4 separate regions of the Mus musculus genome follow, and regions 1, 2 and 3 are each linked to region 4. The links are chromatin contacts, called in public HiChIP or PLAC-seq and promoter capture Hi-C maps. All regions are on one chromosome and are shown on one strand. Each heading gives the region's core, a stretch centred on a gene start, on an enhancer-like site or on the middle of the called end of the contact. The rest is flanking DNA. Distances are from core to core; before and after follow the strand shown. Region 1 holds the start of Slc47a2 (solute carrier family 47, member 2). Region 2 holds the start of Aldh3a2 (aldehyde dehydrogenase family 3, subfamily A2). Region 3 holds the start of Gemin5 (gem nuclear organelle associated protein 5). Region 4 holds the start of Flcn (folliculin).

The links. Promoter capture Hi-C pulls out the DNA fragments that hold promoters and counts their contacts. HiChIP or PLAC-seq counts read pairs in DNA pulled down with a chosen protein or histone mark. Capture Hi-C pulls out chosen DNA fragments and counts their contacts.
Region 1: a contact with region 4 is called in a promoter capture Hi-C map of liver, with 3 times the contacts expected there. The contact joins the promoter of Slc47a2 here to the promoter of Flcn in region 4. A contact is called at or near these places in 2 of 39 promoter capture datasets (both in liver).
Region 2: a contact with region 4 is called in a promoter capture Hi-C map of liver, with 2.2 times the contacts expected there. The contact joins the promoter of Aldh3a2 here to the promoter of Flcn in region 4. A contact is called at or near these places in 1 of 39 promoter capture datasets (pre-B cells) and 1 of 9 other capture datasets (liver).
Region 3: an HNF4G HiChIP or PLAC-seq map of pancreatic cancer cells shows a contact between it and region 4. The contact joins the promoter of Gemin5 here to the promoter of Flcn in region 4. A contact is called at or near these places in 2 of 39 promoter capture datasets (cranial neural crest and pre-B cells) and 1 of 115 datasets of contacts at active chromatin or transcription factors (pancreatic cancer cells).

What each region holds. Positions count from the first base shown.
Region 1 is chr11:61,341,432-61,344,131 of GRCm38.p6, reverse strand. Slc47a2 (solute carrier family 47, member 2) reads left to right here and starts at 1,272. Exons shown (of 17, transcript NM_001033542.2): 1 at 1,272-1,515; 2 at 1,592-1,693. The coding sequence starts at 1,354. Slc47a1 (solute carrier family 47, member 1) reads left to right here. Exons shown (of 17, transcript NM_026183.5): 17 at 1-732.
Region 2 is chr11:61,265,820-61,268,519 of GRCm38.p6, reverse strand. It overlaps Aldh3a2 (aldehyde dehydrogenase family 3, subfamily A2), which reads left to right and starts at 1,334. Exons shown (of 10, transcript NM_007437.5): 1 at 1,334-1,666. The coding sequence starts at 1,514.
Region 3 is chr11:58,167,125-58,169,824 of GRCm38.p6, reverse strand. It overlaps Gemin5 (gem nuclear organelle associated protein 5), which reads left to right and starts at 1,286. Exons shown (of 28, transcript NM_172558.3): 1 at 1,286-1,537; 2 at 1,956-2,116. The coding sequence starts at 1,372.
Region 4 is chr11:59,808,713-59,811,412 of GRCm38.p6, reverse strand. Flcn (folliculin) reads left to right here and starts at 1,374. Exons shown (of 13, transcript NM_146018.2): 1 at 1,374-1,753. It overlaps Gm16062 (predicted gene 16062), which reads right to left and starts at 1,333. Exons shown (of 2, transcript NR_045686.1): 1 at 1,152-1,333.

The sequences.
Region 1 (2,700 bases), core at 23-2,522, 1.5 Mb before region 4:
CTCTCTGTATGTGTCTCTCTTTGGGTGTGTGTTTGAGAGAGACAGAGAGAGGGAGACACCCCCCCAAGAGATATAAACAGAAAGACAAAGAGACATAGATGAGACAGAGGCAGAGGAGATGCTCTGGAGTGGACAATGCCTGCAATATACTTACCTACCAAATACCAGTATTCGAAACATTGTACCAACCGGAATGTTGATTTTGCACCCCTGGGATTGCAGGGAGTCACCTGGAGACTCTAGCTCACTGCCACTGTCCCCATGTTTCCAAAGGATAGTGTCACACATTGTGAACCCAGGAAAAGCTCCCCGTTCAAAAACAGTCTCTTCTGAATGCGTGTCACTTTTGCATCAATGTTAAAGTTGAGCCCCTGGAAAGTGAATCACTGTTTAAGTCTGGGCCCACGTGCAGTTTTGAACATAGAGACAATTCAGAGCCAGTCATTATAGTTAACAGAATTCAACTGTGCCCATGGGAATTATGAACTGAGAATTCAAAAATTTTGTTTCTCTAATAAATAAGGTAAACACCATATAGTGCAATGTGGGGGAGACTATGGGGGAGTATTAATTCATCTGCCACTGTCAAACATGCACTGCTGTCTACTGTCTTCATTCCGGGCTGGAATTCCTATTTCTTCTGCCTATTGTTTTCTATGCTACAAAACTATATCTGAACTGCTTCTATATTCTTGCTGTGTGACTTCTATTAAATACATTTTATGATATGTCTCTGGGCTGTAGATTATTATTCCGTGAGCAAACAGCGTTTATAAATCATCAGAGGAAGCTCAGATTCCCCTGGGAGAGGGGTGCAGGCAACGGGAGGTCTCTGGAGCTGTAAAGCGATGAAGACCCAGAGTGACAATCCCCCTGGTGGTGGCCATTGGACAAAGCTTGAACAAAGTCGAAGCCCAATTCTTCCAGCCTCTGAAGGGTTGATTAAGTACACACGGATAATTCAGCAAACTTCCAAAGTACAGAAAATGAACACAATTAGAAACGTCAGTCACTATGAGTGTAAAACGGCTCAATTTATTTTTTCTTTTGGTGGTTGGGGCTGGGGTTGGAGTCTGCTACAGGCAGGCATTCCTCATTGAGCTACACCAGCAGCTACACAGTGGCGTTTGGATGGGACCACCTAAACCATCCCTCAGCTTAATTCTTGTTGTGTCTATAAGCACCCAGGCCGAGGCTTGTGCCGCGCGCTGCGCTCGGCGACGGTTGGATTTGGACGCGGCGCCCGGGGCGGGGTGGCGCGTGGGGCGGTTCCCGCCCGGCTCCCTGCACTTCGCAGTGGCTACTCGACTCACGGCTCCACGTGTGGATCGCGCCACTATCTGAGCCTGTGCCATGGAGCCGGCCGAGGACAGCCTGGGAGCCACCATCCAGCCCCCGGAGCTGGTCCGCGTCCCACGGGGGCGCAGTCTGAGGATCCTGCTGGGCCTTCGAGGAGCGCTGTCCCCCGACGTGAGACGGGAGGCGGCCGCGCTAGTGGCGCTCGCGGGCCCGGTGGTGAGTTGGACCCCGAGCTGCGGGCGCGGGGCGACCTCAGGCGGCCCGAGAGTGACCGCCTCTCTGCTCCTTGCAGTTCCTGGCGCAGCTGATGATCTTTCTCATCAGCATCGTCAGTTCCATCTTCTGCGGACACCTGGGCAAAGTCGAGTTGGACGCCGTGACACTCGCTGTTTCCGTAGGTGCTAACTGTTTCAGCTGATGATGTGGTAAAGCCGGAAAGCTTTAATGTGTTTTTATTTGTATAGCGCTGGAAATGGCCTCAGTGCCAAGAATCCGAATTAGAACTGCAGGGTCTGGGTCTGACCCACCGTGCTACTATGATCTTCAGATTTGGGAAGAGAGCGAGTTCAGAGTAAATCCCCGCTTCACCCCCTCCCAACCCCCAGGCACTGCGTCCTGGGGGGACATGAAAGGAGTGTCCCAAGCAGACCACATGGTGCACAGCTACCCTAAATGAACTTTGTGTCCCCACTTCTGAAACCAAACCACCAAAGCTATTAGTTACACGGTTCATTAAGATTGCATGTAAAGTGTCTTTCTTCCTCATGGCTTGCAATCCCGCGTCCTTAGAAGCCTCTCTCCATCTGCTAGCAAGGTAGTGGAAAGCAGCTCGCTTGCATTTGATCCTCACTTTCAGACAGGAGAGAAACTCTTCCTCCAAGGGAGGTGATGGCGACTGGGTCCTCCCCTATTTCCGAAAGTGTCCCTTCTGCCCGCTAGGATGTTGGAATGCCCTGTGCAATAGTGGAGGTCCGCAGTTTCTCTTTCAGTATAATGGAGGAGAGAGACCTGGCGCTCGCTCTCTCTCTCTCTCTCTCTCTCTCTCTCTCTCTCTCTCTCTCTCTCTCTCTGTGTGTGTGTGTGTCTCAGTTTATGTATGGATCTATAACTGTACTGTCAGAATTATAGTTTTAGTTTTCTCTCTCTCTCTCTCTCTGTGTGTGTGTGTCTCAGTTTATGTATGGATCTATAACTGTACTGTCAGAATTATAGTTTTCTCTCTCTCTCTCTCTCTCTCTCTCTCTCTCTCTCTCTCTCTCTCTCTCCTCTTTCTCTGTTGTTGTTGTCTGGCAATTTCCTTTCCTTTTCCTGTTATGTCTCTAGAGTTTCGATGTAAAAACAACAGGAATAAATGCGACCCACAGTGAGACAGGAGGCTTGGCGGTGGTCCGTGGGAGCACC
Region 2 (2,700 bases), core at 85-2,584, 1.5 Mb before region 4:
GGGGGTGGAGTGGGGCGGATGGTCTCAAAGATCAGAAACTGCTCCAATGAATCTCAGCTGAAACTCATTGCAGTACTGCCCACTTCTGTGCCATTTGGAGACACTGTGACTGTCATCCTCTAGGACTAGGAGCCACCTTGTCCAAGAAATTCCTAGAGGCAGGAATATACTGACTCTCCTTCCACGATAGAAATGCCAGCACCTGCCACACTACTGAGTCCATGGGGAAACAGAAATCTTTAGTGTCCTGGTAGTCTGTCCTTCCTTCCTTCCTTACTTTCTTCCTCTGGCAGAACTTCCTGGGAGGCCAAGGAGGGAGGAGAACCTACTCTGGGCTCCTGAACTACAGAGTGTAAAACGGTAAGTACAGAGCTAAGAAGTAACAGATTCATAGTCGCCAACCAATCAAGCAAGCAGCCTATTAGAGTGCTATTGCTATATATAGTAGATATGTAGTATGGTTTGAACCACTCATTATTGGGCTCAACATATATTTTGAAGATCAAGTCAAAGAGACAGGGAACACTGTAGGAAGTATGAGTTGTTTGCTGAAGAATAATAAAAAGTTCTAATGAAATTAACTATAAGAAGTCCATTATAAGTGTAAATAGAGATTAGCATTTAAATGTGTCCTTGGGAGTCCAAGGAAAGATTGGGTGAGAGCCTTCTCTGCTCTCTACTGGTAGAATTAGATGAGTGACTGCGCGGAGAGAACTTAGTCCCAGACATTTGAATACTTTAATGGGTCAGAAAAGGGAGAAATCCAGAGATGGAAAACCTAGGGAACGCCAAGGAAGGGAAGCGGAAATGTTTCCAGAAGATGGGAAGGACAACACAAAGTGACCGCCGTCGCTGAGCAGCCCCAGATGGGTACGAAAGTCAACCATTGCTAATTAGCCTGGAGAGGAAATTTGGGAAAAAACCTTGGATGGTACGCAGTAGAGAGGATTGAAAATCAGTGTGGGCGATGACAATGCTTGTGTGTGTGTGTGTGTGTGTGTGTGTATACACTGGATTCACCTCCTTCGCGTGCGTCACCCGGCCCGCCCCACCCAGGCCCGCCCTACCCAGGCCCAGCGACTTTGCCTCTGAATCTGAGGCACTGCAGGCGAAGGGAGACTACTTCCGGCCGGGTGAGCACCCTCGGGCCTCAGTTCCTCCTCCTAGAGGACGCTTGGCTCTTTTCTGAAGCCAGAAGGACTTCTTCCGCGTCTTCGCGTGCCAAAAATTGCACCTACACACCCGGCGCCCGGGGACCGCAATCCCGCGGCTAGATTAGAGGTAAGGGGCGGGGCCTCATAGTCACGTGCAGCAGCTCAGCCAATGAGTGCGCACTTTGTCGTTAGCAGGGAAGTGCTGGGGTTTGGCCCACACCCGGGCCGGGTCTAGGCCAGTAGGCGGATAGGACCCAGCAGCGGAAAGTGGCAGTGAGCTGTGGCATCATCCATAGCAGCTCCTTACTGGTACTGTGCTCCCTCACCTGCCTCGCTCCGCGTTCTCCTCAGGCCCGGCCATGGAGCGCCAGGTCCTACGGCTTCGCCAGGCGTTCCGGTCCGGCCGATCTCGGCCGCTGCGCTTCCGATTGCAGCAGCTTGAGGCCCTGCGGAGGATGGTGCAAGAGCGCGAGAAGGAAATCTTAGCAGCCATCGCGGCAGACCTGAGCAAAGTGAGCCTCCACAGGGTGGGAGGGGCCCGATGAGCCACCTTATTCCTTCTCTGTAGCAGGTTGTTTGGTTTTGTTTATCCAGCAGTTAAGAGGAAGCAGAGTACCCTGGACTCTGGACTCTCCAGCCCCGCTTAGAGCCCAAACTGTTGTATTTGCACTCATATTGAAGTGCATACTTTACTTGGCGCCGGCAATTTCTCGTCTGCGAACGCTCTGTATAGCCTTGCCCATTTCTGCTGCGTTCATAGTCTCTTTCCTTACAATGTGCAGTTAACTCTGGATAGGCTGGATCTCAGTAGTTTGTCTGCTTGGTAGGTTTCAGCTATTTCACTCCCTGTCTTTATTTCATGACGTTAAAAGAATGGTTTCTTTTTGTTGACAGTTCTTTTTATTTCCTATAATCTTCAGCACTGAAATTCCCCATATGACTTTGTGTGACATTAATCATATACATGATTGACCTCCAGTATACAGACAATCACCCTGGGGACCTGATAAAATACAAATCCTGACTTAGTCCTCGTGAGACTGTGTCTGAGATTTCTAATGAGGGCCCAGGTGATAACATATGGCCTGTTTAGAAGCAAGCTTTGAGTACCAAGGTTTTAAGTAGTGTTCAAGGTACAACTATGGTCTGTTGTACTCTCTAGTAATATTATTTCTCCCTTTTACTTTCTATCTGTATTCCAGGCATGGTAAGACCTCTATTTTCAGATTTTCAATCAAAGACTGCTTCAAAAAGTGGTAACAGTAGTTGTAGTAGAATCTAGAAACCTTCCTTCAGAGTACTTCTGGTAAAGAGGGGCTGTGGTAATTAGTAAACAAGATAGGATAGTGAATATTAAAACTCTGTGAATCATCCACTCCTCAAACATCAGATAGTTTGTGTATGTTTGTTCATACATAGCGTTCCTGAAGAAAATATATTAAGTCCAGAATTTAAAATCTGGCTCCAAAGTAGAACATATGCAGGTGTGACTCTGGTTATAAACCAGTGCGTTAAGGATGAAGTATCAAGATGCTGCTCAAAAGCA
Region 3 (2,700 bases), core at 37-2,536, 1.6 Mb after region 4:
GAGACGAGCTAATGCGTTTGTGTGCTCCTGGCAAAACTAGTGATCAATGTGGAGTCTGGTAACCCTGAATTTAGTGCCCTTAGGCTATGCTAGCATAGGTAAGGGCTCTCTATTAATGATAGCCATTGCAAGTTTCCATATGCCACATTCAGGAAGGGCTAACAGCAGTACAGAAGTACAGTCGAATCTGAACAAGTTGCTTGGGTTTGAGTTGTAAGCAGAGTTCAATTCTTTTTTCCCTCCACACCACTAACTAGTTCTCACAGCATAGGCACTCCATTAAGCAGGAGGCGGGATGTCAAACCTCTGCTCTTTAATCTTTGAATACCCCAGTATCAGGAATCAGAATTCCCACCCAACTACAGAGTCTCTTCCTGTCCTTTCTGATTCCTGACTCATTTCATTTATTTTGACAGGCTCTCATACTATAGCCCAGGCTGCCTAGCCTGGAGCACATGGCAATCCTCCTGCCTGAGTGCTGAGCCAGAGCTCAGATTCATTCTTTTAGTATTTCAGCTAAATACACTCTTGCATCTGTCTTTAAAACACCTCCCAAAAACTGGAAAAGTACGCCGCTATGTAGCATTTAAAAACAAACAAACAAACAAACAAACAAAAACTTGCCAGGCATGGTGGCGCACGCCTTTAATCCCAGCACTCGGGAGGCAAAGGCAGGCGGATTTCTGAGTTCGAGGCCAGCCTGGTCTACAGAGTGAGTTCCAGGATAGCCAGGGCTATACAGAGAAACCCTGTCTCGAACCCCCCCCCCCCAAAAAAAAAAAAACTTAATTGGGATACTGAACTGCCTTGTCCAATCTGTCCCAGATGTTTCTCGCTTAATAATACTTGCCTTGCTGGATTGGACAAAATAAGGAGCTTTAGTTAAATACAGGTATATATGGCGGTAAATGCACACAAACGCATTAGCTCATCTCTTAGTCAACCTTGAGGTTGGTAGAAACAGGGTATTTCACATCATGTTGGCCTTTATTATTTATTTAGCGCGTGTGTGTGTGTGTGTGTGTGTGTGTGTGTGTGTGTATGTGTGTGTGTGTTGGCCTTTATTATTTATTTAGCGTGTGTGTGTGTGTGTGTGTGTGCGTGTGCGTGTGCGTGTGCGTGTGTGCTCAGTGGCTGGTTGGCGGGTTCCACAGGTCTAAATCCTTAATTAAGGAAAATATGTAACCTCAGGACCTGGAATTTAGTTCCAGGCGGCGCACGGGAGCGAGAGGCGCGGGTTGGGCCTCAACGCGCTCCGTAGCGCCCGCCTCCAGGGGCGGGGTTTAAATCGATCCCGCCCCCTCCCGCTCCACGCCGCGGTTGCGAACCACCGTCCCAGAGCTCCTCTGCTGAGCTTGGGCGGCCGCGGAGATGAAGCCGGAGCCGCGGACGCTGCCGCCGTCCCCCAACTGGTACTGCTCACGCTGCAGCGACGCGGCGCCCGGAGGCATCTTTGGCTTCGCTGCGCGGACCTCCGTCTTCCTCGTCCGCGTGGGTCCGGGTGCGGGCGCGAGCCCAGGGGCGCCCCCGTTTCGAGGTGAGCCCCTCACGGGTCGGCGCAGTCCTTCCTGCCGTCCTCTTGGGGGAGTTCTGTAAGTCGCCGGGTCCGGCGGCGCGCGCACGTGGCCTCTCTCGCTTGGAGGGACTGACCCAGCCTAGACCCGGCGTTTAGGGTGCTCCTGGCCTTCCTGCTTGGCCAAGGCCCTGCCGGCCCCTAGTACGCCCCCTGGGGTGGGGGCTGTTCTCCCTTCTCTGATCCCGCTGGGCAATTACTTGACGGTGATGTCTGTAAGATGAGTGGTGATGACACCCAGCGTTTCTGTCTTTCGTCTGTGGATGTTTCTGTTCCATGTGTGTTAAGTGACTTCTGTTTATCTGCTTGTTGTTTGTCCAGCAACATGCAGGCTAACTGTCTGGATAGTGCTTTAGTTAACCAAGTCTGGTTTTGCTTGCAGTGGTAGGAGAGTTGGTGGGACACACTGAAAGAGTATCTGGTTTCACTTTTTCTCATCACCCTGGACAATACAACCTCTGTGCCACCAGCTCAGACGATGGAACTGTGAAGGTTTGGGATGTAGAGACCAAGACTGTAGTGACAGAACACACACTCCATCAGGTAATTGTGCATCCTGAGGCCTCAGATTGTTTTAATAGATCTCATGCATATGGAGGAATGCTACTCATTTTTGTTGGCTACTTAGATATGTTGGAAAGTCTCTCAAATAACTTTTTTTTAAAGATGCATGTTTTGTTTAGAAAGTAGAGTTTCTGGTAGCAGCTGTAACTTGGCTAGGTAGAGTGCCTGGCTAGCACACTCAAAGCCCTGGGCTCAGTCCCCAGAACTGCATAAATGAACATGGTGGTGCACACCTGTAATCATAGCACTTGGGAAGTGGAGGCAAAAAGATAGATAGTCATTCTCTTTTTTATATATATATATGTATATATATAGAGAGAGAGAGAAGGGGGGGGGTGTCAGTTTTTCCAATGTATGCCTGCACACCAAAGGGGGACATTCAGATCCCGTTATAGACCGTTTAAAACTACCGTGAGAGCTCTGGGAATCAAACCTGGGACCTCTTGATAAGTAGCCACTGAGCTATTCTCCAGCCCCTAGTCACTAACTCTTTTTTTTTTTTTTTTTTTTTTTTTTTTCCGAGACAGGGTTTCTCTGTGTAGCCCTGGCTGTCCTGGAACTCA
Region 4 (2,700 bases), core at 125-2,624:
GTGGCAGTCTGCTTAAAGCTGTTTTATCCTGCTTAAGTTTGTTAACCCCTAGTTGTCAGGTATCTGCTTTCTTCTTCTGCTGTCTGCTTGCTCTAGTCTTGGAGAAGGGTAGGGAAGAGCCTCGTGGAGGACAGGAGATGACTCACAGTATCAGGAATAATCGGATTGGTAAAAATAAACACACACAAGACAATACCTAACACCATAACTCCACCCTGCACTCCTTAATCTTTACCAGGCAGTAAACAAAGTTATAGAACACAAGTTTGCATATTTTTTTTCCTCCTGCTCCCTCTTCCAACAAAACACGAAAGCTGAAATAGAGAGAAAGGAATCCGATCCCCGTGATTTGAAAAACAAACAGATACCAACTCATCAACTTCTACTCATCTGAAGCTTCCCACTTCCGGATAACCACATTCTGGGCGTCCTCGTGTACACAGCGGAGGCTGGCAGCGCTGGCCGCTGTGTACAGCTGGCAGCGTTAGTTACAGGCTCAAGCCCAGAGCTCTGTTCTCATCTGTCTTCAAGGGCCCATGGTATGCACTAATAGCTTTAAAATTCATTTAAAAAAAGATGTATTTTTTTTTATTATTTTTAAAATGTGAGTACACTGTCACTCTCTTCATGCACACCAGAAGAGAGCATTGGATCCCATTATAGATGGTTGTGAGCCACCATGTGGTTGTTTGGAATTGAACTCAGGACCTCTGGAAGAGCAGTTAATGCTCTTAACCGCTGAACCATCTCTCCAGCCCTTAAAATCCTTTTTTTTTCTTTTCTTTCTTTCTTTTTGGTTTTACAGGGTTTCTCTGTGTAGCCCTGGCTGTCCTGGAACTCATTCTTTAGACCAGGCTGGCCTGGAATTCAGAAATCCATCCGCCTGCCTCTGCCTCCCAAGTGCTGGGATTAAAGGCGTGCGCCACCACTGACCGGCTTAAAATTAATTTTTAAGTAGCTAAATAATATTCCATCCCTCATCCCCAAACGGGAAATCAAACCCAGGGCTTAGAGAAAACAACCCCACAATCCACGAACTGTTTTGAAAGCTAGTTTGCAAAGATAGGGCCGGCTCAGGGCAAGACTGAGCCGTGCACATGCGTGGTCCTGCTTCGCTCTGTACCCTCCTCCCTCCCAGGACCTGTCCGTACCTTCCACTTCTCTCGAAGGGGAGACGGTTTCTCTGATCTGCAACTTTACAGGCAGGGAGTGGAGTCCCAAGAACTCCCAGAATCCAGAGGAAATTTTCCGCAAATCTTTCCTCTTCGGTAGGGACAGGGCATGGACTGACTAATTCTCTCTGACTTTTTTGAAATGTCAGTTTTGACGTCACCCCTGCAGAATGGCTTCTCTCGGCGGCCGGAACCATCTACGCTTTTCCGCGGGGCGACTTGCCGCGCCGAGGGGCGCGCGTGGCCGAGGGGCTTGGATTCCTTGCCTGGAGGAGCATTACGTGACACAGCAAGGCTCCGCACATCCTAGTCGCCTGCGGGGGACGCAACGCTGCTCGCTCCGGCTAGTCACTGGCGTTGCCTGCCCTCTGCCGGCCTGCGGATGGTTCGGTCCGGCTGGGTCACGCGCTAAGGCTCAGTGCAAGGGCCTGCGGAACGGGCTAGCACTTGCCGAGGGGCAGAACAGTGGCGACAGCCCCAGGACAGTTGCGAGCGGGTTCCGGCCCAGCATCCGGGAGACGGCGGCAAGCGCCCCAGCTGGGTTGGTGTTGGGCCATAGGGCTGAATGGAAAGCGCGGATGGTAAACACCTGGGAGAGGGAGGTGGCAGGTTCCACCCCCCGTTTGGGGTAATTGCTTTAGTTTGACTGAATACTGTTGGGGACGTCGCCCTGCCAGTCAACCTCCGTTTTCTAGCAGGATGGCCGTCTGAGGACAGGGCAGGCAAGACACCTCATTTCTCTCCACTCTTAACAGGGTAACTCGTCCTCATGCGTTGGAAGAAATGGTTAGCCCTGGGATTAGCCAGTGGATCGCCGTTGAGGTCACAAGTGGCCCATAACAGTAGGGGGCCAGGAGGACCTACTGCAAGTATAGGGTGAATTTCCATTTCTCGGGGGTGGGGGTGGGGAAGCCTGGTACCACCCATGGTGTCCGGCAGAGAGAAAGACTACAGCTAGTGTATTGCTGGCAGTGCCGAGCTATCATAGTTGTCATTAAACAGTAGAGAGGACATGGCACGTGACAGTGTTTGCTCTGCTAGTGTCAAGTGACTGGGTGCTCTTTAAAGGAAGTCCTGCTGAAGTTGGCAGTAGTAGAGAGGGGAGTGGTTCTAAGTTGGAGATAAAGTTCCCTGCTGAGTTTCTTACCCACTCTATACTAGCTAGTGTAGTAGGGGGATCAGTGAGTTTCCTGTGGGAGACAGTTACAGCTCCTGCTGACTTCCGTGGAGATCCTTGTAACCCCTTGTTTGCCTACAAGGCACTCTTAGTGGCCTGGTGCTGTGAGAAGACAAGAAATAGAGATGAGGAAAAACTAGGGCACACCAGGGAAGGATGGTGTGGGTCTCGTTTGCCAGGCTTGTGGTTCAGACAGCGGGAGCAAATCTCGTACATGCACAGCCTGCCTCTCAAAGTATGACGCTGAGGAGACTGTCTTCAGCTCGAAAGGTTACTAGGAAAGGGTGGTTAGGCACACTCCCAGAAGCCGGCTCCTGTGGTAGAAGAATGTGGTAGACATTGGGATTGGGA